Regions from separate parts of the Mus musculus genome. Here regions 2, 3, 4, 5, 6 and 7 are each linked to region 1. The links are chromatin contacts, called in public Hi-C, HiChIP or PLAC-seq and promoter capture Hi-C maps. All regions are on one chromosome and are shown on one strand. The core of a region is the stretch at or near the end of the contact, and the rest is flanking DNA. Distances in the headings are between cores, read along the strand shown. Region 1 holds the start of Aldh9a1 (aldehyde dehydrogenase 9, subfamily A1). Region 2 holds the start of Rgs5 (regulator of G-protein signaling 5). Region 3 overlaps Nuf2 (NUF2, NDC80 kinetochore complex component). Region 4 holds the start of Uhmk1 (U2AF homology motif (UHM) kinase 1). Region 5 has its middle 13 kb from the start of Uap1. Region 6 holds the start of 3110045C21Rik (RIKEN cDNA 3110045C21 gene). Region 7 holds the start of Nuf2 (NUF2, NDC80 kinetochore complex component).

Evidence for each region. Promoter capture Hi-C pulls out the DNA fragments that hold promoters and counts their contacts. A called contact is a pair of places that touch in the nucleus more often than the background predicts. HiChIP or PLAC-seq counts read pairs in DNA pulled down with a chosen protein or histone mark.
Region 2: a contact with region 1 is called in a promoter capture Hi-C map of hippocampal neurons, with 2.8 times the contacts expected there. The contact joins the promoter of Rgs5 here to the promoter of Aldh9a1 in region 1. A contact is called at or near these places in 1 of 39 promoter capture datasets (hippocampal neurons) and 1 of 115 datasets of contacts at active chromatin or transcription factors (astrocytes).
Region 3: a promoter capture Hi-C map of hippocampal neurons shows a contact between it and region 1, with 6 times the contacts expected there. The contact joins the enhancer-like site here to the promoter of Aldh9a1 in region 1. A contact is called at or near these places in 5 of 39 promoter capture datasets (the 3T3-L1 cell line, 3T3-L1-derived adipocytes, hippocampal neurons and 1 more) and 1 of 115 datasets of contacts at active chromatin or transcription factors (large pre-B cells).
Region 4: an H3K27ac HiChIP or PLAC-seq map of large pre-B cells shows a contact between it and region 1, with 6 times the contacts expected there. The contact joins the promoter of Uhmk1 here to the promoter of Aldh9a1 in region 1. A contact is called at or near these places in 4 of 39 promoter capture datasets (hippocampal neurons, liver and pre-B cells) and 1 of 115 datasets of contacts at active chromatin or transcription factors (large pre-B cells).
Region 5: a promoter capture Hi-C map of hippocampal neurons shows a contact between it and region 1, with 3 times the contacts expected there. The contact joins the enhancer-like site here to the promoter of Aldh9a1 in region 1. A contact is called at or near these places in 7 of 39 promoter capture datasets (the C10 cell line, cranial neural crest, embryonic stem cells and 3 more), 1 of 484 Hi-C or Micro-C datasets (B cells), 3 of 115 datasets of contacts at active chromatin or transcription factors (astrocytes, embryonic forebrain and large pre-B cells) and 1 of 9 other capture datasets (liver).
Region 6: a contact with region 1 is called in a Hi-C map of B cells, with 6 read pairs. The contact joins the promoter of 3110045C21Rik here to the promoter of Aldh9a1 in region 1. A contact is called at or near these places in 2 of 39 promoter capture datasets (liver and pre-B cells), 1 of 484 Hi-C or Micro-C datasets (B cells), 1 of 115 datasets of contacts at active chromatin or transcription factors (astrocytes) and 1 of 9 other capture datasets (liver).
Region 7: a promoter capture Hi-C map of pre-B cells shows a contact between it and region 1. The contact joins the promoter of Nuf2 here to the promoter of Aldh9a1 in region 1. A contact is called at or near these places in 7 of 39 promoter capture datasets (the 3T3-L1 cell line, 3T3-L1-derived adipocytes, the C10 cell line and 3 more), 1 of 484 Hi-C or Micro-C datasets (B cells), 1 of 115 datasets of contacts at active chromatin or transcription factors (astrocytes) and 2 of 9 other capture datasets (adipose tissue and liver).

Annotation. Positions count from the first base shown.
Region 1 is chr1:167,347,613-167,351,527 of GRCm38.p6, reverse strand. It overlaps Aldh9a1 (aldehyde dehydrogenase 9, subfamily A1), which reads right to left and starts at 1,537. Exons shown (of 11, transcript NM_019993.4): 1 at 1,112-1,537. The coding sequence starts at 1,292. Gm24182 (a small nuclear RNA gene) reads right to left here and starts at 2,503; the gene lies at 2,397-2,503.
Region 2 is chr1:169,654,163-169,658,295 of GRCm38.p6, reverse strand. It overlaps Rgs5 (regulator of G-protein signaling 5), which reads right to left and starts at 2,795. Exons shown (of 5, transcript NM_009063.4): 1 at 2,675-2,795. The coding sequence starts at 2,718.
Region 3 is chr1:169,500,846-169,504,812 of GRCm38.p6, reverse strand. It overlaps Nuf2 (NUF2, NDC80 kinetochore complex component), which reads left to right. Exons shown (of 15, transcript NM_001355159.1): 14 at 213-348. Among named protein-coding and RNA genes, the nearest start is that of Nuf2, 29 kb to the left of the region's middle. Within about 2 kb of position 1,307, at least 2 of the 459 cell types and tissues checked have an H3K27ac peak or open chromatin away from gene starts, as enhancers often do. A contact at or near this core is called in hippocampal neurons, where this site is marked.
Region 4 is chr1:170,213,472-170,217,493 of GRCm38.p6, reverse strand. It overlaps Uhmk1 (U2AF homology motif (UHM) kinase 1), which reads left to right and starts at 2,087. Exons shown (of 8, transcript NM_010633.4): 1 at 2,087-2,521. The coding sequence starts at 2,254.
Region 5 is chr1:170,186,502-170,190,082 of GRCm38.p6, reverse strand. No RefSeq gene overlaps it. Among named protein-coding and RNA genes, the nearest start is that of Uap1, 13 kb to the right of the region's middle. Within about 2 kb of position 1,267, at least 68 of the 459 cell types and tissues checked have an H3K27ac peak or open chromatin away from gene starts, as enhancers often do. A contact at or near this core is called in hippocampal neurons, where this site is marked.
Region 6 is chr1:169,967,389-169,971,450 of GRCm38.p6, reverse strand. It overlaps 3110045C21Rik (RIKEN cDNA 3110045C21 gene), which reads right to left and starts at 2,042. Exons shown (of 3, transcript NR_040438.1): 1 at 1,876-2,042; 2 at 649-1,001. It overlaps Hsd17b7 (hydroxysteroid (17-beta) dehydrogenase 7), which reads left to right and starts at 2,246. Exons shown (of 9, transcript NM_010476.3): 1 at 2,246-2,353; 2 at 4,018-4,062. The coding sequence starts at 2,319.
Region 7 is chr1:169,528,672-169,532,740 of GRCm38.p6, reverse strand. Nuf2 (NUF2, NDC80 kinetochore complex component) reads left to right here and starts at 1,277. Exons shown (of 15, transcript NM_001355159.1): 1 at 1,277-1,419; 2 at 3,930-4,005. Gm34624 (a long non-coding RNA gene) reads right to left here and starts at 1,164. Exons shown (of 3, transcript XR_373698.2): 1 at 644-1,164.

The DNA.
Region 1 (3,915 bases), core at 288-2,787:
CTCGACCAACAAAAGGTTTTCAGCAGTTTCTTTTCACAAGGAATTTCTGAGATTTCATAAACCTATTTCTTGGACAAACCAGAATGGCTGAAGATCGCCTGCGAGTAAAGGCAATGGCCAGAGCTCACCTGCGGGCAATGCTGCTTCTGTGCCTCTAAAGGGAGGCAGGCTGAGAAACTCTTCCCAGCTATCATGGCCTCTCCCATCAGTTCAGGTTCTGGCAAATCCCTGCCTCGTGGAGGTCAGTGTACTTTTACTTCTCTCACTAAACAAGCCCTTCTGGCTTACAGAACACATTTTTTTTCCCTGCTCTGAATATTCAATAAGAATAATCAAAACAAACACAAAAGTCAACCCAAAGTCCAAGAAACAAAGAACTCGCTTCCTCCTTAGTTTGTGCTAAGGGTTTGCTCCAAAGCATTAAGTGCTTGCAAGGATGAACTGTAGAAATCTAATGAACATCGTGATTACAGCTAATAATACCGTAAAATACATATTCACTTAAAATCTGCCAAGTGTGCAGAGCATGAAAGTTCTCACTACTCATAGGTGGAAACTACGTGGAGATAACGGATAAGTTCATTAATTAACAGTGGTAAGCACTACACGTGATTACACATGTTCAATGTTTTTTTTTCTCTCTCTCTCTTGTTAACCTGGAGAGCTAGCAGGCACTAAAGCTAAACAGATGTTGTCGGCTGCTGTTTTTTTTTTTCTCTCCTTTCCCAACTCTCATCGAAGTTCAGAAATATCCCAGCACTAGAAGGGGGAAGGTCATGTGGATCATGCATAACAGAAATCACCTGTGAGTCAACATCCCAGTAGCAGACTCTCCTGCAGGCCCAGCTCTCAAAACTCAAAAGACCCACAGGTTCTACGCCAGACTCTCCTGCTCCAGCCATGTAGTTACTCCCGGCCCCCCAGCGCACCCCACCGCACCCATAGCGCCCCCTCTTTTCCAGGAGCCTCCCCAACATTCTGTGCTCCGTGCTGCGACCACGCAAGTTCAGCAACCCTTGGCGGAGAGCTCGGAAGGACTCGGGGCAGCAGACTCAGTGCACAGGGCCGGGGAAGACCCACCCCATCCGCGTGCCGCCCCGCGCCAGGTTACCGGTGGCTGGCTCGAACGCTTTCTCCGTGCCGGAAGCATCCACCGGCTCCACACGGGCCCCGCCGCGGTAGTTGAGCGGCTGCGACACGACGAAGGTGCCAGTACTCATGGCGGCGACTGCTGCAGCCCGGTGAATGCGGAGGAGCGAGGTCAGCACAGAACCGACTGCACCGAGGATCATCTGCTACGCGTGCAAAGCGTCCGGAAGCCCCAGCAGATTACTACTGGAGGGGGAGATAGCGCGGTAACGAGGAGGGAGTGGCGAGGGGCGGAATCTCTGGGGCGTGGCCCATGGAAAGAGGCGACCCTGGCTGGGCAGGGGTGGACCACTAGGGAACAGGACCTCGGGGAGGTGTGGACCGTGAGTGTGAAGACCCGGGGCCCTCAAGGAGAGCCCAGTAGAGCCCACTGGGAGGAAGGGACAGTGGGAGGGGCGTGGCCTCGTGCCACGAGGGGGTGTGGCGTGAGAGGACGGCCAATGAGAGCCTAGAGTGAGTAGCTTGGGCCTAGTCAGCATAATTAAGGGCCTGGTGAGAGCTTCTGGGGCTGGAACTGGAAGACCTTTGGCCTAGATAATTACGTGGAACACCACACCACCCAAGTCCTCCGGTCCAGATCCCGAAGGAGTTCCTGGAAGGATAATGAGACCCCTTCTACTGGGCCTGCAAGCTTTTGCAACATTCTCCTTACTGTATTTCTTTGATTTCTTTTTGTGCTTTGTAGAAGCACAGTATTAGGGAATGTGTTCTTCTTTTTTTCTTTTTTTTTATTAGATATTTTCTTTATATACATTTCAAATGCTATCCCGAAAGTTCCCTATACCCTTCCCCTGCTCTGCTCCCCTACCCACCCACTCCCTCTTCTTGGCCCTGACATTCCCCTGTACTGGGGCATATAAAGTTTGCAATATACCAAGGGACCTCTCTTCCCAATGATGGCCGACTAGGCCATCTTCTGATACATATGCAGCTAGAGATACGAGCTCTAGGGGCACTGGTTAGTTCGTATTGTTGTTCCACCTATAGGGTTGCAGACTCCTTCAGCTCCTTGGGTGCTTTCTCTAGCTTCTCCATTGGGGGCTCTGTGTTCCATCTTTTAAAAGACTGTGAGCATCCACTTCTGTATTTGCCAGGCACTGGCATAGCCTCATACAAGACAACTATAACAGGGTCCCTTCAGCAAAATCTTTCTGGCATATACAATAGTGTCTGGGTTTGGTGGCTGAGTGTGGGATGGATCCCCGGGTGGGGTAGTCTCTAGATAGTCCATCCTTTCGTCTTAGCTCAAAAATATGGAACGCTTCACGAATTTGCGTGTCATCCTTGCGCAGGGGCCATGCTAATCTTCTCTGTATCGTTCCAATTTTAGTATATGTGCTGCCGAAGCGAGCATGGAATGTGTTCTTCTAATTTAGTAAAAATTTTGGTCAATTTTCTCAGCTCTCTGTACGAATTAATCTTTTCAGTGCCTCTGAGATGTGTAGGTTTGGGTCCTCAAATGGAAACAGCAGTACCCAATTAAGAACACCTAGGCCCGAACTCAAAGGACTGCTTTTGTTGGGGTTGGTCAGAAACATCTGGAAACATCTGGCCTGGGTCAAGATCATTGACAGGTACAGAGATAACAGCTGGTCGTTTTGTGGCCAGTTGTGTTTAAAGTATTCTGCCCAGCCATCCCATGTTGATTTGTTACATTTAGATCGTCTGATGTATGTTCCAGAAATGTGACCATGGCATCTGTTGATCTAATCGTGGCAATAAAAGTAGAGTGTGACCCAAACCCAATGAAAGTCAACAGCAAAATTTGCTCTTACTCTATCAAGTCAGAATGTTGGTATGAAAATTCATTCTTATTTTGGCACCTCCTTTTTTTTAAAGTCAAGAAAAGGAGAGAATTTTGAAACTCCCTGTGTATCGGGGGAAGGGGGAAGGAGAGTGTGCCGCTGATCTAAAGTTTAAAGGAGGACTGGTGAGATGGCCCAGCTGGAAGAGCTCTGACTGCTCTTCCGAAGGCCCTGAATTCAAATCCCAGCAACCACATGGTGGCTCACAACCACCGTTAGTGAGATCTGACGCCCTCTTCTGGTGCGTCTGAAGACATCTACAGTGAACTTATTTATAATAATAAATCAATCTTTGGACTGGAGCAAGCAGAGGTCCTAAATTCAATCCCCAACAACCACATGAAGGCTCACATCTGTACAACTACAGTGTACTCATATACATAAATAAATAAATCTTAAAAAAAAAAGTTTAAAGGATGTGTAAATTTCCTAGGAAGAATGGGGTTAGTAACAATTATAGGCTTGATGGTTTCTGGGATCGTCTAAGGGCTAAACTACTAGGCATTTCTGTGGGAGGATTTCTAGGTTGGGTTAAAGGAGATGTGAAGACTCACCTTACAGGCAGGCAGCACTGTTCCATGGGCTGGGTCCCAGGCTGAGCAAAAAGGAGGAGGCAGGAAGCTGAGTGTCAGCATTGGTCTCTCTGTGTTCAGTGTGACCGGCTACCTCACTGTCCTGCCCGGCTTTCCTCTCCATGAGGGACTGCACCCCCAAACCGCAAACCAATACAAGTCCTACCGTACATAGACGGCCTCGTTAGCAATACCCAAGGAAGCATCGGGGAAAGCAGAGGGTCATCAGGTCATCGTAAGAATTCAGAAGGAGGAAAACTGCAGGGGCTCAGAGAGCAGCAAAAGGAGAAGCATCCTCAGGTGGGTGAAAGCTGGCAGGCAGACATTCTCAGCGAAAGACTTGATGGGGAAGGGGAAAGAAGACAGCCCTCAAAAAAAGCAAGCCCAGA
Region 2 (4,133 bases), core at 1,546-4,045, 2.3 Mb before region 1:
CTCTCTGTAAATTGATATTAATTCTCAGGTGTTTTGTTATTGTGATAATAAACCACCTGCCACAGCCAGAGCTCTTAATATTCTATGATGCTATTAGATGGTCTCTACCATACATATCCTTGGGGGACAAAGCAAATCCAAACCATGGAATAATGAGTGAGGTGTATCGAGTACAGCTAAAAACTTGGAGGTGTCCCTCCTTGATAAACATGTACCCAAGGATCTCATTACAGATGGTGGAATATGAAACACAGTGAGGGGAGGGGTCCCATAAGAACCACCCACTAAGCCCTGCTGTGGTTTGTATCTTAAATGCCTCCCCAAAGATCCACACAAAATGCTTGCTCTGCAGGAGGTGCTGATGGGAGGTGGTAGACTCCAACAGAGGAAGGACCTTGAGAGTCAGTGATGGGATGTCCTCACAGTGGACACACAACAAAAACATATGTTGCCTGAGTGCTGGTACAGGTTATATTAACACTGGCCAAACTATCTGTACCCTCTTATGTCCTTGTTTGTATTTGCAGCCTGTCCCCTTGGCCTTAAAGGCATCCCTCACATCTCTTTCTCCTACACAGACATGCCTGACTCTTCTGCCTTGTAACAGTAGTTTAAGCATCATTTTCTTAACCCCTTGTGAAGTCCTCCCCAACTATCAAAAGCTCTGAGGCCCATCCAGTCCTCAGTCTTAGACTTCTAGTAGTACTCTGCATTTATTCCTCCCTGCTGGTCCATAGCACTCCGTGATGTGCATCCTCATTTACCTTCCTACCTGGGGCACACTATCCTGTGAGCAGGGTGTGGCTTGTCATCCAAATGCCTAAGAGATGTGCACAGGCTTGAAATAACTGAAACGGTTTCATCAGTAAGAATCCACAGTTTCTCAGTGGCCTCTCCTCTACATTATTAGTTTGCTGTGTTCTTAACATTATGAATTCCGCGATGTGTTATCAGCTACAGTGGGTTTCAAATGCATACATTTCCAGCAAGAACAACACCAGTCCCCAACTGGAAAGTCCCAGCTTTAGTGAATAAATGATAAATGTAAAAATAAATAAATTCCAATGTTGCTAATGAATCCAATACATGATAGTAAAAGAAATAATTGCAAAAATACCACCACTATAGCTCTCTAAAAACTATATTATTCCCATAAAAACTTAGGGCAAGAGGAGTAACAATATCAAGATGCCCCAACCCTTGCAGACTATCACATAAACAGCATCAACTGTTCACCCAGTGTAATGATGTAAGCTCCATCCACTGCATTAATGATGTTCAACGCAAATACCAAGTAAGCTAAAGGCTCACCATGCTCACTCATCCCTCTATGCTGTGCACGGTCAACGATCAACGTGTGACTCTCACAGTTGGAGAGAAAGCAAAGGTGGATCATCTGGTCTTCAAAGAAGTTGGGATGCCACTCAGTTCTAAGCACTGCACCTATCTGGAGCTCTCTGTAGGAGAGGTGGGAGGCATGGGGTGTGGGAATAATGAACAATTCCCAGTCCTGGAATCCACTTCTCTCCCCCTGGTCTGGTGGATACAGCTACAGATGTCACTGCTATTGGTTCCTTCTATCTTCATCTATTTAAAACATTTACATCTCTGACTCTAGGGAATATGTTCCATTGTTTCTTCTTTTAAAAAAATCACTTAAAATTTATTGCTGTAATGAAAAACGTCAAAGAAAATGTGACATTTTAAATAGGTAAAAGTCTTTGGTGGCCCATTAAACAGTATGACTTTCTCAGACAGACATTGACCCTTGGGGACAGAGGAGGCTGTGCAAGAATCAGTTTTACTCCCTTTAATGGTTGAGGGTCAAAGTAAAATCAATCAGGACTCTACAGAGCAGAACCTTTCTACCTACACAGATCATGTCGGGTATTGGGTTGTTAAGTTTGTAGTAAGATGACGACTTTAGATATAGGATTTTTCTATAGACCACAACACAGTCCTAGACAACCATGTGTCTCAGAGCTCCAGGTAATAGACAAACCCTGTGTCTCAGGGACTTTTTTTCCCCCAGTAACCAAGCTACTCCTATCTAATGAATAGGGAATAATGGGAAGCCCCCTCTGCCCCACTGCAAACTGCCTGCAGAGTCCTCATTACCCCAATCTCTCTGTGTGAATGAAGATCACTTTTCCCACAGTTTACTGTGTCAGACATTCTTCTGAGCACTTCCCACACATGACCACTCACTCACTCAGTCCTCAAAACCACCCTGTGAGATAGACATGCTTCCCATTTCCACTTTACAGATGTGCAAAGTGAGAGGTTAAAGAAATTGCTTCAAGCTACCCAGGAAATATGTAGGGGAGACAGAATTCAAACCCAGATACTTTTATTTTTCGGTGTTGGGAGTTACCTTCTTTCTAGCGCGCACACACACACACACACACACACACACACACACACCCTCTGGGGGTTGGGGGGAACAGCGCTCTGGTACTCTGTATATTAAATGACCATGGATTATCTCCTTTTGAATCTCTAGCTCAGATCTTTCCAAATCTCAGTACTGCTACAGACAAGACAAAGCCAAGTCTATTACCAAGCATCAGTTTCATCTCAGCGGGACCCCATCCCGCAGAGCCTCTGGGCATCCTCCCTTGAGTGAAGGCTCACCACATTTTCATCTCCTACACTGAAGAATTTCAGTTCTCACCTTTCCAGGCATGAGTGCGGCAGAGCTGCCAGTCCCTTACACATTTTGGCTGGCGGCTTAGATCCTCAACTTGAGCACGAACCTCTCAACAGCTGACCGTCTGTGGAAACTTCAATAATCTGGGGCAGCCTTTCCCTTTGAGGAATATATACAAGCTCTCTCACAGCTCCGTGGCTCCGAGGACCAATCAGCAGCCTGGGCGAAAATTGTGGGCTGGAGCTCAGCAGCAGTTTGCCTTCGGTGGGGGCTGGGAGTCTTTCCTGACTTCAGGCACTGCTGGGGCATGTTTCTGGTGGCTTCTGTCCCCACAGTCTCTTGTTTGTTTAGTTAGGGCTGTGTTGGAGCCTAAACTGAGATAAGATCATTAGTGCCTGAAGACTGAAATTTGACGTTAGCCAGAACGACGATGTGGGCTTTCTTTGAAAGCAAGGTACCCTGAGCCATTTCAGATCTGCCAAGGGTCCTGGGATACAAACACTAAACCCACTCACAGGGGAGGAAACGGCTTCTTTTCACGGTGGAGAGAGTGTTTAGCTGAGGATCTCTCATCTCCTGAGCACTCAGATGGGTGCTAGGAATTCCGAGGTAAAAGGACCAGTCCAGGCTCTGATGATGCAGGTGTGTCTTACATTGGTGCAGTTAGGTGTAAGCAACAACTGCCCTGGCACATCTTCACTAGACCTAGGGGGTCACAGCCTGTGTGCCCAACAAGTCCTAATCAGGTCTTTTCTTCAGTGAGTCCATTAAGGGAGCCAAGTTAATGGTGAAGAGCAGAAAAAGGAGATTTGCTCAGTGTGACCCTAGTCTATCTACTACAGGCCTGACAGGAGGGAGGGCATAAACAGAAAGCAAGGGACACACCTAGCTAAAGAGAAAAGGCAAAATGAGGTTCCCCTGCCCACTAATGTCTCAACATTGGGTCTTTCCCACAAGCCAGTCTGACACAAGGTCAAGGTCATTGCACAAGCTGTAAATCTTTTTTCCAGGAGACAAATTCCTGTTCTGGATGCCCCCAGGGCTTCAGCCGTTTCCTCTCCCTGAAGGAGATTGGGGAGAGGGAGGGGGCAGTAATAGCTTGGAGTTCTTTAACAGTCAGCAGTCAGGTTGTCAAAGAGGGGAACACAAGTGTCTCCTTAGAAGGTTTGTTCCTGGCAGATAAGTCCATAACCTCCTGGTCCCCCTTTGCTTTAACACCTCAGGGTTGAGGTGAGATAGGCCTGTGACTGAAAACAAAAACCCCAAAGGGAACAGGAGAAGGAACCAAGGTTAGAATACACTCAGGGTGTCAAGCTCCCTGCTAAGAACCGTCTCTGCATAACTCCTGGTTTTAGCTTCTTTCGGAAAGTCTGGAACAAACAAATGCATTCTGTTAGCCTGAAAAGGGTCTTGAGCAGGGCTGTGGTGGCACACCAGCGCCGGGAAGGCAGAGGCAAGCGGATTTCTGAGTTCAAGGCCAGCC
Region 3 (3,967 bases), core at 58-2,557, 2.2 Mb before region 1:
TCACTGTTGAATGAGGTGGTTCCACATGCCATGGTGTGACTACAGGGTACCACACTGTGGGGTTTCATGGGGTTTGTCTGCTTGCTTTGATATCTGGAAGGGTTCTGAGCTTGCTAAGCAAGTACCAACACAATGGCTCTGGGTTCACTAGCAGTCTCTCGTCTTTTAAATGCTTAAGAGAGCTTATGTCCGGTGTCTCTGTTCCCTTTTAGAGACTGCAATAAAGTTCAAGAAAAGAGAGATGCTGTCTGTGAGCAAGTAACCACTGTTAATCAAGAAATCCACAAGATTAAATCTGCAATTCAACAACTGAGAGATACCAAGAAAAGGGAGATATTGAAGTCTCAGGTGGGTGCTTTTAGGAGACTGAGCCCATGAGGTTAAAATGTAGATGGTGTTACCTGTGCAGAGATTTGAGTTCTCCAGAGCAGCGCTTGACCTCACAGGCCTTCACTTTTATGTCCATGTATAGCAGCCCTCGGGATACCCTCTGATAGTCACAGCTATGCATCTGCTGTGCCTTTTCCCTACTTGCCTTTTAGCATATCACAGAGTATCATTCTTTGGGGTAAAAGTAGTTGCTTAATACAGGTCCTGAAGTCATTAGGTAGATGGATTTACTCATGATGTTTTAAGTAATATCTCTAAAAACCTTTTACCAAAAGCTACTAAAAGTAGGCACACTCCGTTCAGAATTCCTAGGCCTCATCTTTTCACTCCTTTCCATCCTCCTGTTTCTGAGCTTGCCTGACGTGTGATAGTTGTACTCACACTGCCACTGTCTCGCTCTGTCCACACAGTCTGGGAAGATCTAAGGCAAAGGAGACCTGAGATACTCTGCCCTACTTTCTTAAATAAACCAGACTCTGATGTCGCTTGTTCTAGGTGGAGGTGTTGAGCTGATTATTAATAGGTTCAAACTAATAACTAGCTTGAATTTGAGCTATCTTTGTTAGTCATTAAAGATGCCCAGGCTATCTCATATTTCTCTTAGCTCTGTGCACATGTGTCTCACCAGTAACACAACTTTCTTGGCATTATCAGCTGTGCTTTAAAACTCAGCATGGCATCTGAAATCATTCCTAGAATGGACATGGGCATAGTCTATTTTCCATAAGTATTTATAAAGTTGAAAGGGCACTGAGCACTGTGTCCTAAAACTAGCTGTGTGTTGCAGTTCAGTGAGGAGTTTTGAAATGAGCAAGACCCCTCCCAAATACATTGAATTAGATTCTAAACAATAGGTCCCACCACTGAATTGAGTCGTCTGTTTATCTCTAGAATAGGGTGGCATTTGAGAGCCGCTGATGGGCTCTGTAATTGTAATTGTTTCTGTGGATGGCGCTCATAACCACACAAGCTGTTCTGCTACAGCTGTAGTTGTTAAAATGTTATTTCTCATTCTGAATTTAAAATAGTCAATGTCTGTCCTCTGGTGGACTCAGATCTTCCGTCTGGAATAATCTATACCCAGTTGTATGGAATGACCCATAAGATGGTCCTGTGTCTTTCAGTTGTCTCTCATTGTGTTTAATAGCCGGAGGTCCAGCCACTCTTTAATTTTCAGATTTATTGTTTTCCTGTTTATCATTACTGCTTCTTACCTGTCACTATTTACTCTGTAGAACGTAGTACAAACTGCAGTCTTCCCAAATACTGTTATAGCCCCAGAAGCACAGAGCTTCTGTTCACAGAGCCTTGTTTTGGAGGCTGGGTTGTCAGCAACAGTGTCTCACCTTCTGTTCATGTTCAAATTATGATCAGTTAATGACTACATCTTCTTCACGGGCAACTCTGCCAAGTTGTTTCTTCACCATACCATACTAGGATGAAATGATTGCTCTCAACTCAAGATCTTAGTATAATGTCTTGCAGGCCTAATTGTATTTCTTTCAGCCTAGATTCTCAAAATGCCAAAATCAGTTTAAATCTCATCCACACTAATTCTTTCTCCTTGTGTGGTGTCAGTGGACCCCTGGCTGTGCTGTAGCTCCTCCAGAGCACACAGTGTGTGCTCAGAGCTCAGGCCAACAGTGCGGCTTGCCGTGCTGCCGTTCCTTTACCTGCCCGCTCATGTCCATCAGCTCCTCAGCAGCCCGAGGATGGCTGCGCATGCGAGGGTGAGCTCGAGTGCATTTGGTCAGTTCTCTTTCCTTCTTCTCATAGCCACGCTTCACACAGATGCACAGTACAGATTGTCAGAGTGTTCTCCACACGGGCTGCCAGACGCAGGGCACCACTACCCTGCTTAAATTTTGGCTCACATAGATCCTGCAACTAGCTTTGCACTGCTCTTCTCCTTGGACAGCATTAAAGATCTGTTTCCTGTTCCAGGTAACGACAAAGTTATGTAAGGTTCCAAAGCTTCCCTGTCTTTTCTATTCTTCACCCCTCTCCCCATTTCATTTCTTCCCTTCAGTGTCTTCATAAGTCTCTTTTAGACTATTTGATATATTTCTAAGATTACATAATTTTTAATATTTCTCATCATCATTTTATATCACAAGGAATTGACATTTTAGACCTGCCGGAGATAACCCTGGCTGTCAGACTCACAAAGTTAATATTATGATTTCTTTGTCCTCAGTGATACTCTTCATGACTGACCCATTTTATTCACACATTCATAACATAATTTTGTAAGTCTTATGAACTAGAGCAAAATGCTAGCTTTCTTCGTTGAGTCCACTTTTAAATCCCTGTGTTGAGTACTAAGCAGTGCCTGTGTCATCTCTCTGAAGTAATGCTTTCATAGTTCATTTTCTTGTTTAAATCAGGGCCTCCCTATTTCCTTGCAGTTACCTGAACTTTATAGTCAGTATTTAACAATAGTGTGTGCACCCCTGGATATCCAGGTCCCCGTGGGCTCAGGAGTCAAGTTGGAGACGAGGATGTTGTGCCTGCCTCTAAGAGTTTTGCGATGAGCAGATCATTTCCATCCTTTCAGGTCCAGTAGGAGGTGTGCCTGACCTCACGTTACACTACAGCGTCAGAGACAGAACAGTGTGCACGGTCACAAGCACAGATCAGTAGGCGAAGCAGGACAGAAAAAAGAGCTTGAAGCTAGAGCCAGCTGGTTTGTTTGTTGTTTTGTTTTTAACAAAGATGCCAGAGAAGGTCGCTGAGAAAAGGTCAGCCACGTTAACAAAAGCGCACAAGAAGCTGGATGTCCCCACATAGCAAGCTGAAACAGAACCCTTCCCTCTCATGGGGCACCAAGCACAAACTCCAAAGACCATAGCATAAGACATAGAGTTCTGAAACTGCTAGAGAATAAAACTAGAGAAAATACTTGAAGATCCAGGAACTAGGGAAGGCCTTTTTGCATAGTATTCAGCTTGCTCAGGAATAAGCCTGACTGTCTACAAATAGCACCTCGTGAGATGAGAATCCTTCCACAGAGCAGGCAGAGCTGTCCATCAAACAAAACACAGTTCACAAAAGGGAGAAAAACCTTCTAACTGTGCACCTGATAGAATGGTACCCGGAGCATAGGAGCAATTCACAACACTGGACAAGAAAACAAACATCTGTAGGCCAGGAGATGGAACTGAGTTCTCAAAAGAAGAAATGCAAATCACCAATAAATGTTTTTAAACATGTTCAATATCCTTAACTATCAGGGAAATGCAAATTCAAACTATAATCTGTCTTATCCCAGTCAGAATGACTAGCTTTAAGAACAGAATTGATGCCAGAAGCTGGCAAGAGTGTGGGTGGAAGAAAGCCTGTAAGAATTAATTAATTAATTAATTAATTAATTAATTAATTAATTAATTAATTAATTAATTTAGTGTATTGATTCATTTAGTGTGTAAGCACATACCTTGCATATGCTTGAAGACCAGAGGACAACTCTGTGGAGTGGGCTCACTCTTCTTCCACTATGACGTGTGTTTTGGAGAGCAAGCTCAGCTCCCAGGCTTCCCAGCAGCACTTTGCTGTTGTACTGGTCTGAAGGACCCCT
Region 4 (4,022 bases), core at 838-3,337, 2.9 Mb before region 1:
TGTGATCCAATATCCCACACCGTTTGCTTAAATAAAAGACTTTGTAGAAGAGCTAGTAGCAGGAGATGGGGACCTAATGATTCACAGTTGCCAACTTTAGTTCTGGCTACTTCCTTCTGAAATTGGAGCATGGTGGATGCTAAGGTCAAGCCCCACTCCCTCTTCATCTCATGTCATTTGGTCAGTTAGTGGTCCTCGGGTTATGAGCTGTTATTTGTATTCAGTCATGATGAGGTTATCTGTGTGAATCTGAGTGGTTTGTGAATGGTGATTTGTATGGCCACTTGCGTTAACACAAGTTAACAAGTAGACTAACAAGAGGACTATGGATATAAGAACTAAAATGAACTGGTAGATTGTCAGGGGCTGAAGGAAAGAGGAGTTGGCAGCTTGTTTAATTAGAAGAGAGATTAGTTTCTACAAGATGTATGGAACAAGTTCCTCAGATGTTTGTTGATAATGTTTGCACAAGGTCAAAATATTTTATATTACCTATACACTTAAAAATGACTAATGTGGTAAATGCTACACTGTGCATATTTATATGCATAAAAGCTCTTGTGTTTTTAAAACATTAAGATTCTTTAATCAAATAGGCACCCTGCCCCCCCCCAGTAAGAAGTCTGGAGGATGGTTTTAGGAAGCACAATGGATTTCTACCAAGCTGTCAAGGATCCAGAAACCTTTTGCATTTCTTCTGGGTCATGAATGATCTAGACTTGCGTTTATTTGTCCCTATACACCCAGTTTCCTCTTCTTCCATTAGTTATGAATTTTATGTGAATTTTCTAGCTTGTCTGGAGCTAGCTTGGGTCATATGACTAGGTAAGCACTAGCTAATGGGATACGACCAGAAAACTCAGTACCATTTTGGCTATTTTTGTGCTTCTTTGGTCTCTTTCCCCATTCTCAAAACCATGAAATGCTGAAAGACAAGGCAAACACATAGGTCACAAAGATAAAAGTCCACTGAGATTGGCAGAACCCTGCATTATTAATTGTAGAAGGGAATGCTTCCATATCTAAGACAACATACTTTGGGCTTTTTGGCACAATAGATCACATCCAATTAATATATTAATATGTTGCTTTTATTCTCTCAGTTGCTTCATAAACAGGATGACTAATCTGTCTTTATTTTTTGTTTTGCTTTTTAAGATTTATTTATTTCTATATACACTGAAATTCTGCCTGCATGTTTGTGTAAGAGTGCCAGATGCTCTGGGACTTGAGTTATAGACACTCGTGAGTTGCCATGTGGATGCTGGGAATTGAACCCTGATCTGGAAGAGCAGTCAGTGCTCTTAGCTGCTAAGCCATTTCTCTAGCCCCAACTAATCTGTCTTTAGCTTTACGCTTATTTTCTTAAGCAGGAGATAGGAAGTAACAGGGAAGAAAACACAACATCTAAGTGAGTCAAGTTAGATCTTCCAATAAATCCTTGTTAGTTATGCAGGAAGGTCTTATTGACTAGAGAGAGGGCGTGGTCACAGCCACTTCTGAGAGAGGCCAGGTATTTCTTTTGTGTATATTACTGTTCCAAAGAAAATCGGAGTTATATTAGAAAGGGAGGTGGTAATGATGGATATCAGGAAGATGTGAAAGCACGTAGCTTTCAGCTTGAAACAATAGGTAATAGAAAATAAGATAGCTGCACAAGAGACAAACAGTTCAGTGGCTATGAGGAAATACTGATCTTCCCCAGGACAGGACTTTGGTTCCCATCACCCAAACCCGGCAGCTCACAATCTCCTGTAACTTCAGCACCAAAAGATATTACACCTTCTTCTGACTTCTGCACACATGAGGAACAAATACACAAATATATAAATACAAATATAATAACTCTTTAAAGATAAATAAAACAAAAAAATCAATAATCATATATTTTGCTGGAGCCAGGGCCTTCCTTGCGCATTCAAGGCAAGCACTTTACTACTGTGCTACACCCCATCTCTAATAATTAAGTTTAATATCTCAGTTGTTTTGTGCTAAACAATTTTCCCCCTGGAGGCCCCGCCCCTCTTAGGCCCGCCTCCTTCAGCCTCTAGGATTGGCTTTCCCCCACTTCCGGCTGGGTCCGAGTGCACTCCGGCTTCCGGTGTCATGGCGGCCTGAGGTCCGGGGAGTCGGTCGGAGCGCTGCAGGCCCCTCCCTGCGGAGCGGCGGGTCCGGGCGGGGATGTGACGGCGGGCGCCGCGGGCCTGCCTGGCGCGTCGTGTCGGCTCGCGTGTCCTCGGCCCAGCCCGCACCATGGCGGGGTCCGGCTGCGCGTGGGGCGCCGAGCCGCCGCGCTTCCTGGAGGCCTTCGGGCGGCTGTGGCAGGTCCAGAGCCGCCTGGGCAGCGGCTCGTCGGCCTCGGTGTACCGGGTGCGGTGCTGCGGTACCCCGGGCTCGCCCCCCGGCGCCCTCAAGCAGTTCCTGCCTCCGGGAACCACCGGGGCTGCGGCCTCGGCCGCGGAGTATGGTTTCCGCAAAGAGAGGGCGGCGCTGGAGCAGTTGCAGGGTCACAGGAACATCGGTAATTGTGGCTGTCCCCCATGTCCTGCCCATGTCCCGGCTCAAGCATAAGCGTCCTCCGCCTGGCCCCCGGTCTTTGGTCCTGTAGGTGGGAGGAGAGGATCGGGCCTCACTAGTTGTCACGCGATGCAGGTCCCTTTTCAGTCCACCTTTCCTTTGCAGCTGTCTGAGGTATACGGTGGAAGTGATTATTACATAGCAAATGCTTAGTAAAGTCCAGTTTGCTTAGGTTTTCATCCGGTAGTTAGAAAGTGAAAGGCATGAGTTTGCCAGGTTGTCATGTCTTGAGTGGAAAATTTTGCATCTTTTCCAAATGGAAAATATTCTAGGGCATCCAGTGCCATCATTGACATCAAATGACATACTACTGAGAACGGAAAAAAAAATACATATTTCGTGTGAATTTGGGAGAGGGAACCCAGTGTTACCTAGAAGTTAATGGAAGTGTGATATTTAAGAGCACAGCGTTTGCTTCAGTAAGACTTTCATGACTCAGAGATTTAGAATGTAAGCTTGTTTGGGCCACAGATATATGGAAGCAGTCCTCGTTGCTAATCCACGTACAGGCAGAGAGCTTGTAAGCGGTTATAACTTTGGTTAGTAAAGAAGCGTCATAGATCTTGGCAAATAGAACCCATGTGTAGCTTGAAGAAAGTGTTTGTTTATTTATTTATTTATTTATTTATTTATTTATAATACTACATTGATAGAATGTCCTAATGCTAGTGTGTTTTTCTTTTTTTTCCTTAATCTTACTAAGCGGTATATCACTATAGCTTTGGTGTTTGACAGGAACATTTTTTGCATGCCTCAGTACTTGTTGAATCTCTTGCGTGATTACATTAGAATGTTATTTGTAATTGATGTATATAATATGTGTGTGTGTATATATATATATATATACACGTATATATATGTGTGTGTGTGTGTATACATATGTCTATGTATATACACATATATGTATGTGTGTATATATATATATACACACACATGTACACACACACACATATATATATACATATATATATATATATGTATATATATATATATGAGCATAGAATGCTGTTTTGGATCAGGCAACCTTCAATTTGCTCTTAAGGGTTACTTAATATCATAGGTTTTTAAAGTAATTTTATCTTAAGACCTTAAGGGCATATTCACCCACCACTGAGTGTTGAGTTCTTGGTGAAACACAGGTTGAATAATTGTGCCATATATCGCCATACTTTATTTTATTTAACCCGGCTGTCCAAAGATAATGCTCGCTCCCTGGAAGAATAGTGGAAGTTTCTTGCTTATCATTGTCATTTTTATCCGTGGGGTGGGGTTGTGTGGGTGTGTCTCAGTGGTTAGAGAGCCTTTGCTGTTCTTGCAGAGGCCCGGAGCTCAGTTCCCAGTGTTTCCAGGGATTTGGGTGCCTACTGCCTTGGTGGCCAAATGACACTGGGGTAACGCTCGAGGAATTTTTCATTAGACTTTAAAAGAAAAACCCCAGGGCAGGC
Region 5 (3,581 bases), core at 18-2,517, 2.8 Mb before region 1:
AAATGCAGTTTTAATCAAATACTAACTATAGCAGTTGTGGCTTCTGTTAGAGCATTCCAGGCTGAAAGCCCTTGAGTGGGAAACAGTGGACTGCCCGATCACACTGGGTAGGCAGCAAAACTCAAAGCCCACCCCGGAACAGGCAGGTCACGTGACTCTTGCCTAGGGATTGTATGATAAACAAATGATGTTCTTCCTATCCAAAGACATTGTTCATAATGTGAGGAGTGTCTGTTTTTAAAGAAGATAATTTCAGGTGGGCAGCTATTATGTTTATAATCCCAGCACTGAGGAGGCCAAGACAGGAAAGGAGAGGGCCATGCATTCAAATCCGAGGCCAGCCTGGCCTGCATTGTGAGTTCAGTGGCAACCTAAGCTAGGGTGAGAACCTATCTCAAAAATAAACAGAAGGAAAAATTATTTTTGATGGCATAATCAAAGATAAGCTTTGAACAAGAAGCTAGGAAAATTTCAGTCATTCTAAAACAAGTTTTAAATAGCAGCTGCAGATTGCTAAACTACTATAATTTTGCAAGCTATATTTTATAGTTCTAGAGAGATCTAATTGGCTTTTGCTTGGGGGAACAATTCAATGAGCCTTTGGAGAATGAGAAGACAGACACATAGACAGTGTATAGATATGACAAGGTCAGAGCTACTTGTGGAAGCTGTAGAAGGTCAGTGGTAGCGCCTTGACTAACCTGCATGAAACCTTGGGCACGCACTCATGCGCGCACACACACACACACACACACACACACACAGAGGATTCTGTTAAGTGATTTCCTGATTATTCTCCTTGTGGGAACCCCAAAGTCATGGCAGCGGGATTATTTCATTTGTGTAGATAACTAAACTATGAGGCTCTCAGGGACAACAGCAACCCACCTGTGTGCAGCCGGGGTTTGCTTTGGATTTTTGTATAGTTTTGAACTCGAGATGGGTACTTACATACATTTGAGAAAGGTAACTTTCTAAGACCGAATCAAGATCAGATCCTCCCCATGGCTACCAAAAGGGGCTTCAGAATCCAGGTTGTGCGATTAACTGATCTCTCTGCCTGTCAACTTTCTGCCACCTGGACTCTTGTTATTTTCCTTCCCTGACTGCAAAATCCCTATACGAAAGGTTCCTTAGCCATTGTGAAATTTAGGCCCAAGTGCTGGAGAGAATGAAATGTTTCTCGTCAGGGTTTGCCTGAGCATGGAAGGCAATGACTCAGGCTTTGGCAGTGGTGGCCCCTTCTGCCCAGAATCTGCCAGTTCCTGAGGGAATGGAAACCTCCCCTTCTTGGAATGAAAGTGACTGAGGAGGGCGGGTGCTCCAGTCCCAGTTCGGCACCCTTCCTGCTGACGATCTGTCTGCCGTGATTTCTTACTGACATCACTGTAAAGGTCATCGCCAAGTCCAGACGAAGATCGCTTACCGCGCCCACCCCCATCCCCCTTGGGGTTGTTACTCATAAAGGTTAAGGAAACAAAACAGACACAAAATATCACGGTTGATGTGGCTGCTCCTTTCAAAGTGTGTGCTTTTTGGTCTTTCCTGAGCTCATGTTCTATAAATTATGTTCTGGTTCTTCCCTTAAAGGAGAAATAAGACTTCAAATTACAATTATTTTCTTTTTTTTTGTTTCAAGTTTGTTCTGATAGATGGAAGTCTATCCTACTGTCAGCAATCATCTCTAACAGAACATGATGTTACATGGCTATAACCTCAGCATTTGAGAGATAGAGGCAGGAGGATAACCTCATGTTTGAGGCCAGCTTGAACGACATAGGAAGTTCTAGGATATCCATGGTTAGATAGCATATTCTGTCTCAAAAACAACAACAACACACATACACACATGCATGCACTCACATACACACATGCATGTACTCACATACACACATGCATACACTCACCCACAAACTTAAAATCAATACTTTTGAAAAGCAAATAGTCTCAAGCTGTATTTATATGTAAAAATTCATGATTATAAATATGTAACTATTGGGCTGAAAAAATTTAATGTAAAGAATATAGATACGAGGCATTGTCTAAAAAAACCTCACCAAATAAATAGCAATGTCATTTTTGGAGGTAAACATCTAATTTCTCCTTAAAATAGGGATTTTAAAAAATCCCTATTTTTTGTTATAATCAAAAAATATATCTTTGTACTCAGGTTCAGTCTATAGATTTCTTGTGTGTGCCCAATGGTTTCTGGAAGGCTTTTTACAATCTTAAAACCTTGAAAAAGGTTATGATCTTATGAGGAAGTAAATATTACATATCATCTCTCTTTTACATTCAGACACACGCATACAGGTGGGATGGGAAGGAAGAGAGAGAGAGAGAGAGGAAGAGGAGGAAGAGGGAACAGGCGGTATTCCATACGTGTTAGCAATCTAAAATAGACTCAAATGTCAAACATGTAAGCTTTCTCGGGGGTAGCAGCAATCTGAAATAGTTCCAAAAATCCCCGTGCTTTTCAGACTTTATGAAGGAAAAGCCCCAGGTTGTCATCGTTGTCATCATCATCTTGGTTTTTGAGATCAGCTCTCTCACTCTATATATAGCTCAGGCTGCCCTGGAACTGGCGGTGATTCTCCTGCTTCATCCTCCTAGGTGCTAGGATTACAAACATGAGCCATGACTTAGGGCTTCCAAATCTCTGTTTTTCAGAGTAGCTGTGCATTGATAGTATGTAACACTAGAAACCCAGCAGATGCTCAGATGCTCGGGAAATCTGAGCTCCCCCTTGTTTCTGATGAGAAGATAAGTTTTCTAGTTTCCAGCAGAAAAGAAAATGTTGAGGGCAAGGCTTCCGTGATCGACCCCAGCAAGTAACACAGCCAAGCATTCTGGAGCCAGTGGCTGCTGTTCTAAGGGTTAAAGCTGCTAAGAACACTAAATCTGTATTCATCAGACAGTGCATAAGGTCGGTTCTTTCTCTCAGATGCTTATAAAATCACACATGCATTTAAGAAAAAGCAATTGTTTATAAGCTTGAGGCAAAGACTCAAAGCAAACAACAAATTAATGAGCATTTCCCCTGAGAAACTGCTGCACTTCTGTCCAAGCATGGAGCCTGAGGTAGTCTTGCCAGGTAGGCTCCCACTCCACCCTGCTTCTCAGAGATGTCTCCCTGGTGGGATTCACAATGGGGAGTACAGACTTCCCTGATGGAGGGCACTGGCTTATCTGAGTGGGAAGTGAGAAACACATTTCAGCAAAAGTATACGTTTATCAGAGAGAAAACGAGTGACCTTTGTATTCTGGAAAGCTATGCTTTAAATAGTGAAGGCAAGCTAAATATATTCCCGGATTTAGATCTGCGTGAGAGAGTTCTTTGCAGCAAGCTTGCTTTCAAGAAACACAGAAGGAAGTGGCCCAGATGGCATTTTGAATCAATAGGAAGAAAATCCAGAGCACCAGAGATGGTAACTGTGTATAAGAAAGACTTCTGACTTAGGGTTTTACTGCTGCAAAGAGACACCATGGCCAAGGCAGTTCTTATACGGACAATATTTAATTGGGAATGGCTCACAGGTTCTGAGGTTCATTTAGTCTGTCATCATCATGGTGGGAAGCAT
Region 6 (4,062 bases), core at 793-3,292, 2.6 Mb before region 1:
TTAGCAACTTGCATGGGTCTGGTTAAGTTGCAGAGAACAAGAAAACTATTTTCCGTTCAGAGTTTTATATTTACTTCCTATTTGAAAAAGAAGTGACCACACATCTGTAAGTCCTTCTCTTCTAGAGTCCTTGGATCCTACACAGGGTAACACATGACCATTTACCACCAATGAACTGGGTAAAACTCTCAGTTAGTTTTGAGCCAGACTGAATGCATTTTTTTTTAAGGGAAGAGCATTGAAAAATATGAACATGAGAAACTACACAGCCCCAACTGGAAGTTATTCATTAGTCCCGTTTGCAAATTAGAGGCCGTCTATTCTGTGAATGTTTCTAAGAACCAAGAATAGAACTTTGTACTCAGAGCAAAAGATATGTCTCTCATCCTTACCTACTGTCCCCTAAAAGGAAAAGCGATCACGGTCTGACTTTAGGGTAGAGATGGATTTATTACAAGGAGCACAATTAATGTTGAGTTAACTACACCTGCTCAACTCATGCCAAGGCTTGCCAGTGATAGCTTCACTCACTGTGCACCAGACTGTTCTGGTACCCAACTGAAGAACCCCAGGACAACACAAACCCAAGATGAGTAGTTTGGAGTGAGGTAAAAACAAAACAAAACCAAACCAAAACCCAACACTCACCTATGAATTAAAAAATATTTTCATTGCTCGGGGTTGTGACTCTCTATGACAAATGACTTTAAAAATTAAACATTTTAGATTAATAGTCCAGTCCATCCCTTGTCGGTCACAGAGCCTTGGAAGCAGCAACTTGAGTAGAACAAAAGGAGGAAGAGTCCCAGTTTCCCTTACTGGGCTGGGCTGGAAGTGATAGAGGACTTTCTCTGAAGTCTTCTGGGTTTCATCTAACTCAGAGCTGGTCCCACTCCTGTTCTCATCTGAGGCTGTAGTAAGGCTGAACTCCTCTCGGACCCAGGCAGACTCCTGATGTTGCTTTCATGCACAGAGTTCATGCTAATAATTGCACAAGAGAACTTAAAAAAAAAAAAACAACTCAAAATAAACGTCATAATATGTTAATTAAGTTTACAGTTTTCTGGTGGGCCATTTTCATGCTACCCTAGGGTGCAGTGTGGACACACCTGTCTGCCACCCAACCCACCCACCAGGCTCTCCAATTTCTTTTTAAAAAGTGAGCTTTCTTTGGGAGAGCCACACAGTTTTCTCTGTTCTTTTGCTGCCACTTCTGAACTCCAGGGTTTAAAAAGGATCATTTGGGTATGGAATCTCAAGATCAGGGATTTTTTTTTTTTTCCACTTCAAGGCTTTAGAAAATTTGTTAAGTTACTGTCTTTTAAGAACAGTTGAAATGATCAACCAGTTTTCTTAAGTTTTAGCAGTTTGTTGGTATCATTAATCAAAACATATAGATTAAAGCCCAGAAAAGACGTTATCATTTAGGATCACGGCTATCCCTAGTAATTACAGCTCTGAAAGAGGAATAGTTTGTTCAATCATATGAGTATTAGTCCTTTCACTCAATATTAATCATCTGTAAGTAGCGAAAGCTGGGATAACGATTATAACAGCTGCGCAGGGTATTTTTATGCGAATTGAACTTAATAAAAAAAGGGAGTTTTAATGTATGCATTTGCCCCTCCCTGATTACCTAGTTCTGCTCCCTCCAAAGTACTCATCTGGGATGGCTTGGAGACAAAAAAAAAAAAAAAAAAAGAGCGAGCGAGCGAGAGAGAGAGAGAGAGAGAGAGAGAGAGGCAGAGAGAGTGAGAAAATAAAGCTCATTACAGCGACCTGAGAGGTCTGAAGGAGATGACAGTACGCATTCCTTTAGCGTTCTGAGATTCTCTGGTTTCATTCCACATTCAGAGCTTGAAATTGCTAACTTACTCGTGATTCGACATAAATACAATTCAATGAAATCCAGGTTCTCTTTCTTAAAGACCATGCTTTACACATCCTAAGAAGCAAACTTGGACTTGGGTTCCTGCACCGAAGCCTCTCCCAGCAGCCTTGTGAAACCTCCAGCTCTGCCGCCCGCTTGCTTCACTCAGAACAAAGCCCCCGCCGCAGACTGGGGGCGGCGACTGCCTGGATTGGCTATAGGACCCTTGTGTCACGTGGCTCCGCCCCTCGGCCTATCTCACCTCACCCGGTCTGGGCGTGGAGAGAAGATGCCGAGTCGCGATTGGCGGGCCTAACGCGCGGACCGGATGACGCAGGAGAGGTGGAGCCGGGCCGAGCCTTGATTGGTCGAGGTGCGCGTGGTCACGGATCAAGGTTCAGGCTAAGAGAACCCCGGTGCAGTTCTACTTCGGTGCAGGGCGTGGAAGATGCGGAAGGTGGTTTTGATCACCGGGGCGAGCAGGTGAGACCTCCTATGGAACCCCGGAGTCTATGCGGGGGGAAGCGCAGGTCGGTGATTCACTTCGATGGGGTCCGCAGAGACCCCGTTCCCTGGCTTTCCAAGAGGTGTGGTCATGCCTGCCTCGCTTGGTGCTCGGTGCTCGGTGGCTGGCGCTTTGAATTAAACATGACAGTGGAAAGGAAAGCTAAACCGCCAGTGACTGGTCAGCCTGGCAGTGATGCTGGACAGTTGTTCTCTAGGGACCGTCAGTCTCCGAGAGTAGTTAATTGTAGGTGCCCACAGTTCACTTTAAACCTAAACACTCGGGGTGTTTAAATGTCAGCATCCATGAACTTTAGGACAATGAGGAAATTTCACTCCTGCAGCATGTTTTCATATACTCTTTCCAGGAACCTACAGAACGACCAGTCTAGCAACTAAGGCTTATCCTGATGCAGATGCCAGCAAAGTTATTCCAGGCTTGCCCATTTGACCCTTGACCTACTTATCATTTGTTGATGAAGAATGTGTGGAGGATGGACCCAACCAACTCCCCTCCTACCCCCAATTGGTTACATTGCTATTTTTTGAGGAATTAATACAGGATTTGTTAAATGCCACTTAAGCCTGTTTCAGTGACCCAATCACATCTATATTAACTAAACCAGTGGAGGGGTCTGTCTTGGGCTTTTTGTTAGTGTGCGCTCTCCTTTAGGTCAGCTGGGTTTTGGCCGTTCTCGAGTGGAAAGTGCCTGTAGAAGTCAGACCTGAATTGGTGTGATTTTGATATACTGTGGTGTGTGCAACTTATACTAAAGTTGGTATTTAAAGTAAGGATGAATAGGCCGGTATCTGCTTGGTACTTTGCTGGCAGGGCCGCCAGATTCTGTGGATTCCAGACTCACTTTGGAGCTCCCTTTGCTGGCAGTCTGCATGAGAACTTACTGTTACCCAGAATGGCCTCGCTACCAGCAGTGGGCCCCATCTGCTGCGACCTTCATATCACTCTTTGTGACCCAGTGCATCTGAAGCCTCCTAGCTCTGCTCTTTCCTGCTTCTTTGTCTTCGGCTCTATCTGCTTGCTGATTCTGCTTTCTGTCTACTTGTATTGAGGGCTTTTTTTTTTTTTAAACTCTTGGCTATTCTGCTGTGACTTAGTAGTTGACAGGGATTTAACTTCAAGCTGTGCTACTGTGTATTCTCCTGAAAACAAAACAAAACAAAGCAAAAAAAAAACCCCAAAAAACAAAAACCCAAACCAAAACCTCACCGGTTGGTTCACTTACTGCGATTTACAGTTTTCCTAATAGCAACAGTACCAAGAAGTGGTGAGAACCCTTGCCTTTGCGGGACCAAGGCACCACAAGAAAATGGGGACACGGTAAACAACTAATACGGCCCCCCTTAAAGTATTTGCTAGAGATATATTAAATCACACCCTAACAGGTGCTCCAACCCTCACTCACTGTGTCATTGAACCATATTAGAGGGGAACAACTGGATGTTGCTTATCAACATGGCTAATCGGGAGATTCCTTCTTCACATAATGTTTGGGTATTTTCTATCTGCTTGGATTTCTCATTGGAGCTCATATTGACACTGTCAAGTTTCTGAACCAGAGAGAACTGCCTTCATTTAACACCATTTCAATGAGCTCATGCTTGTGCCTGAATTCTCCCTTCAGTGGCATTGGGCTAGCCCTTTGCGGTCGACTGCTGGCAGAAGACGA
Region 7 (4,069 bases), core at 28-2,527, 2.2 Mb before region 1:
ATTTTAAGGGGTTAAAGCACAATGCCAGGTCTGTGGTTCCTTGTATTTATTTAGAGTTCACCACAAACAGCGAATGTTAGGTATTTTACAGTTTCAGACTAGTACTGCATAAAGTATTTCAAATGTATAGCTCAATTTCCAAAATCTTTCCTAAAGATGAACGTGACTGAAGAGGCAAACAGATTAACAAGAATGATTAGAGAGAAATAAAATGCAGACAACTACTTGAATTCAATGCTATTTTTCTTCTTAAGCCAGGACTGTAAACATGTACTTTAAAGCCCATAAATTTAGAAAAAAAAAATTTTTAATCCAGAACATTGTGTCCGATGTTTATCTCTGTAGTTTTGATTACTGGAAAGAAATGGAATGAAATTCTCAGTAATGTTAAAATCAATGCAGCAGCGCCGCCCAGTGAATAAACCGGATATAAAGCTACGTTGCCAGAATTCTCCATGTTAAATTGTACTGTATTTTCAGTGTAGCCATGTTCCATCTACTTATATGAAACTATGTTCTATAATATTGGCTCAAGAATATAACAATTAAAATCTTACCTATTTATTAAAAAAATCAAGTAGTAAAGGTACTCAAAGGATATTAAAACACCCGTGAATAGAGAGTTCTGTATATTCTTTGTTACCTGTAATGTCAGTAAGCCACAGAAATGGCTCACCGATGAGATGAACTAGTGGTTTTGCTCATGTTTGGCAAGTGTAGAATCATATTCCAGTACGTTTATGCTTCTAGATTTATTATCCTATATTGAGTCCTCAAAGTGAGTAAATTAAAGATTTAAATTGGACGTCCTTAACAATGTCTATCCATCCATTCGCTGCCCCGCCCTCAAGCTTTCATGGACCTAAGGAGAAATGATGTGTACAAATATCCAGTGAGGTCAAAATTTGACCCCATCAATGCTTATCAAACAGTAAGACTGTTACTACTACTCCTGGATTCTCTATAATGCCTTTGATTAATTTGGGAACAACACATCCTCTATTGCCTGTTACTCTCTGAGCCTAAGAGAAGGGGCTAGAAACCGTCTGTCTGCCTGCTCGCTATCAGGTACGCTGAAGGCAAAGTTCCAGTCTGGGACAACCCGGTAAACACATCCCGGAACTCCTCCCCCTAACTGCTGCGCTTCCTGGTCTGGCGGAATCGCGGTTCCGGCTAGAAACTATAACCCTGAAGAATGATTCCGCTGATCTGGAGCCTGGCTCGCTGCGCAACTCGTCAAGTCCCACCCACCGTGGGTCTTCTGAGCCTTCTCGGCATCCGTCGCGAAGGAAGCGCGCTGTGCGGAAAGGGGCCGGCCTCACAAAAAAAGGCGGCCGGTTTGAAAAATGACAACGGTCAGCGGCTTTCGGTTGGACGCTCGGTTTTTAACTGTTTTTCCGTGAGCTGCTAGGCCTCCAGGTGAGTTTGAGCGGGTGAGCGTTGGAGGGCCGGGTGCAAGGCCAAGGATCGGGGCATCTGGGTTTACTAACTTGTGTGTTGATTTGACAGGCTCATCTATCCCAGGTTGGTCTCGAACCCCTATATTCCTGAGACTAGCCTTTTTTTATTTATTTATTTAACTTTATTTGTAATTCAATTTTTTTACACTTCATATTCCATTCCCCGCCCCTCCCCATCCACCCTCCGACTGATCCACATCCCAAACTCCTCCCCTCCCCACCCTGTCTCCACATGGATGCCCCCACCCCACCTGATCTCTAAACTCCCTGGGGCCTCCACTCTCTTGAGGGTTAGGTGTATCATCTCTGAATGAACACAGACCCGGCAGTCCTCTATGTGTGTTGGGGGCCTCATATCTGCTGGTGTATGCTGTCTGTTTGGTGGTCCAGTGTTTGAGAGATCTCAGGGATCCAGATTAATTGAGATTGCTAGTCCCCTTACAGGATCGTCCTCCTCAGCTTCTTTCAGCCATCCCTAATTCAACAACAGGGATCAGCTGCTTCTGTCCATTGGTTGGGTGCAAATATCTGCATCTGACTCTTTCAGCTGCTTGTTGGGTCTTTCGGAGGGCAGTCATGTTAGATCCCTTTTTGTGAGCGCTTCATAGCCTCAGTAGTAGTGTCAGGCCTTGGGACTGCCCCTTGAGCTGGATCCCACTTTGGGCCTGTCACTGGACCTTCTTTTTCACAGGCTCCTCTCCATTTCCATCCCTGGAATTCTTTCAGAGAGAAACAATTATGGGTCAGAGGTGTGACAGTGGGATGGCAACCCCATCCCTCACTTGATGTCCTGTCTTTCTGCTGGAGGTGGGCTCTATAAGTTCCCTCTCCCTACTGCCGGGCATTTCATCAAAGGTCCCTTCCTATGAGTCCTGGGAGTCTCTCACCTCCCATCTCTCAAGTGCTGACTTTACGGGCATGAGCCACAAGAATGGCGTCAGTGTGACTTGTTTGAATGCTTGCCAATTTTTTATGTATCTCCATTGCGCCACCATCTCTGGATTAAACCAAGAACCATTTATCAAAAGGCGAAAATATCATAATCCAAAAGTCAGGGAGCTGAATGTACCTGGATCTACGTGGGTGTAACACAAAGCCTTCCCCGTATTTTCCAGGAATGCTTTATCTAGTTCCTCAGAATTGGGAGTTGCTTGCTTAAGTTTGCATTGCAAAGCCAGTTGTATATAATGTAAGTTATGTTGTGCTTAGCACTGAAGTGTTACATATAACGGAGAAATGGGAGCTCCTAGAGGTAATTGTCCTATTTGAACTAAAATGTCAGAGAGCTGTTTTACTGTATATAAAGTATATAGTATCTTTATAGTTAGATGGCCTCTTTCTCTGTATACGCAACACACACACACACACACACACACACAGGAGTTGGAACTGAAATTGCACTATTAAAATGAACACAATTTGCTTCTGAGAAGAGAGCATTATTACTTCTAAGTGCAGTTGTGAGCCTCTGGGTAGCTTTACGTTGGGAAATTGATCCTCAGAAATTCTCAGGCAGGTGTAACACAACATTGGACACTTAGGAGAAGACTTGGAAGGCATTAACTTGGACCAGAAAGAGCATGAGATTATTAAAGGCTTTGGCAACTTCAGTGGGAAAGGCTGGGATTTGTGTGGTAGGTAAGCCCTTTGTACGTTTGTAAGGGTTTGATGGTTTATAAGAATTACCCTGACAGTAGTGTATATCACATCAGCAGAGAGGGGTGTGTGATTATGATTTTATACCCACGTTTTCTGTTATTAATCTATCTCTAATCTAGGTGTGGCTTGTTTTTTTTCTCAAGTAACCCCTTATGTTCTTATAAACAATTTCAAAAACTGAGATGCAGATGAAAAATATTGAATGCTTAATTCAATTTTTTTGCCTCTGAAAGCTTGATGGTTTCAATTGAAGAAATAAACTGACCTCAGGATACGGAACAGAAAAGCCCAGAATCTGATATGTGCCTGAACCCAAAGGAGGACTTGCTACTCGAGCGCAGAAAGAGATTAGTGAGGGGCATGAACTTCTGTAGGGAAAGAGGGTGACTGGAGAGTTACAGCTGTGGCTAGAGGGGATACACAGTAAACGGAGGCTGCCTTGCCATACTGATGGAGTCTCTCATGTCATTGTCCTGATTGTCCTGTAGTGACCTGTACCTGGGCAGGGATCAGAAATGGCTTTTTTTTTTTTTTTTTTTTTTTTTGGTTTTTCCAGACAGGGTTTCTCTCTGTGTAGCCCTGGCTGTCCTGGAACTCACTCTGTAGACCAGGCTGGCCTCGAACTCAGAAATCCGCCTGCCTCTGCCTCCCGAGTGCTGGGATTAAAGGCGTGTGCCACCACGCCCGGCTGTAAATTGTCTTGTTTTCAGGCTGAGATCTCTCTATGCAGAGAGGAAACTTTCCCATAGAGAAACCTCTGACTGCTTTTTCTCTTTTCTAATGTAAATATCTATACATGTCTTTTGACAGGAGGACCTTGTTGAGCCTTTCCTGCGTCTACAGAGGTCTGTGGTTTCTTGAAACACAGGAAGCAACAATACTCAGGGTAGGATATTTTGCTTTCCCCAACATTTACACTGAAATAGATGGCTAATGTATGAAGCATCTTA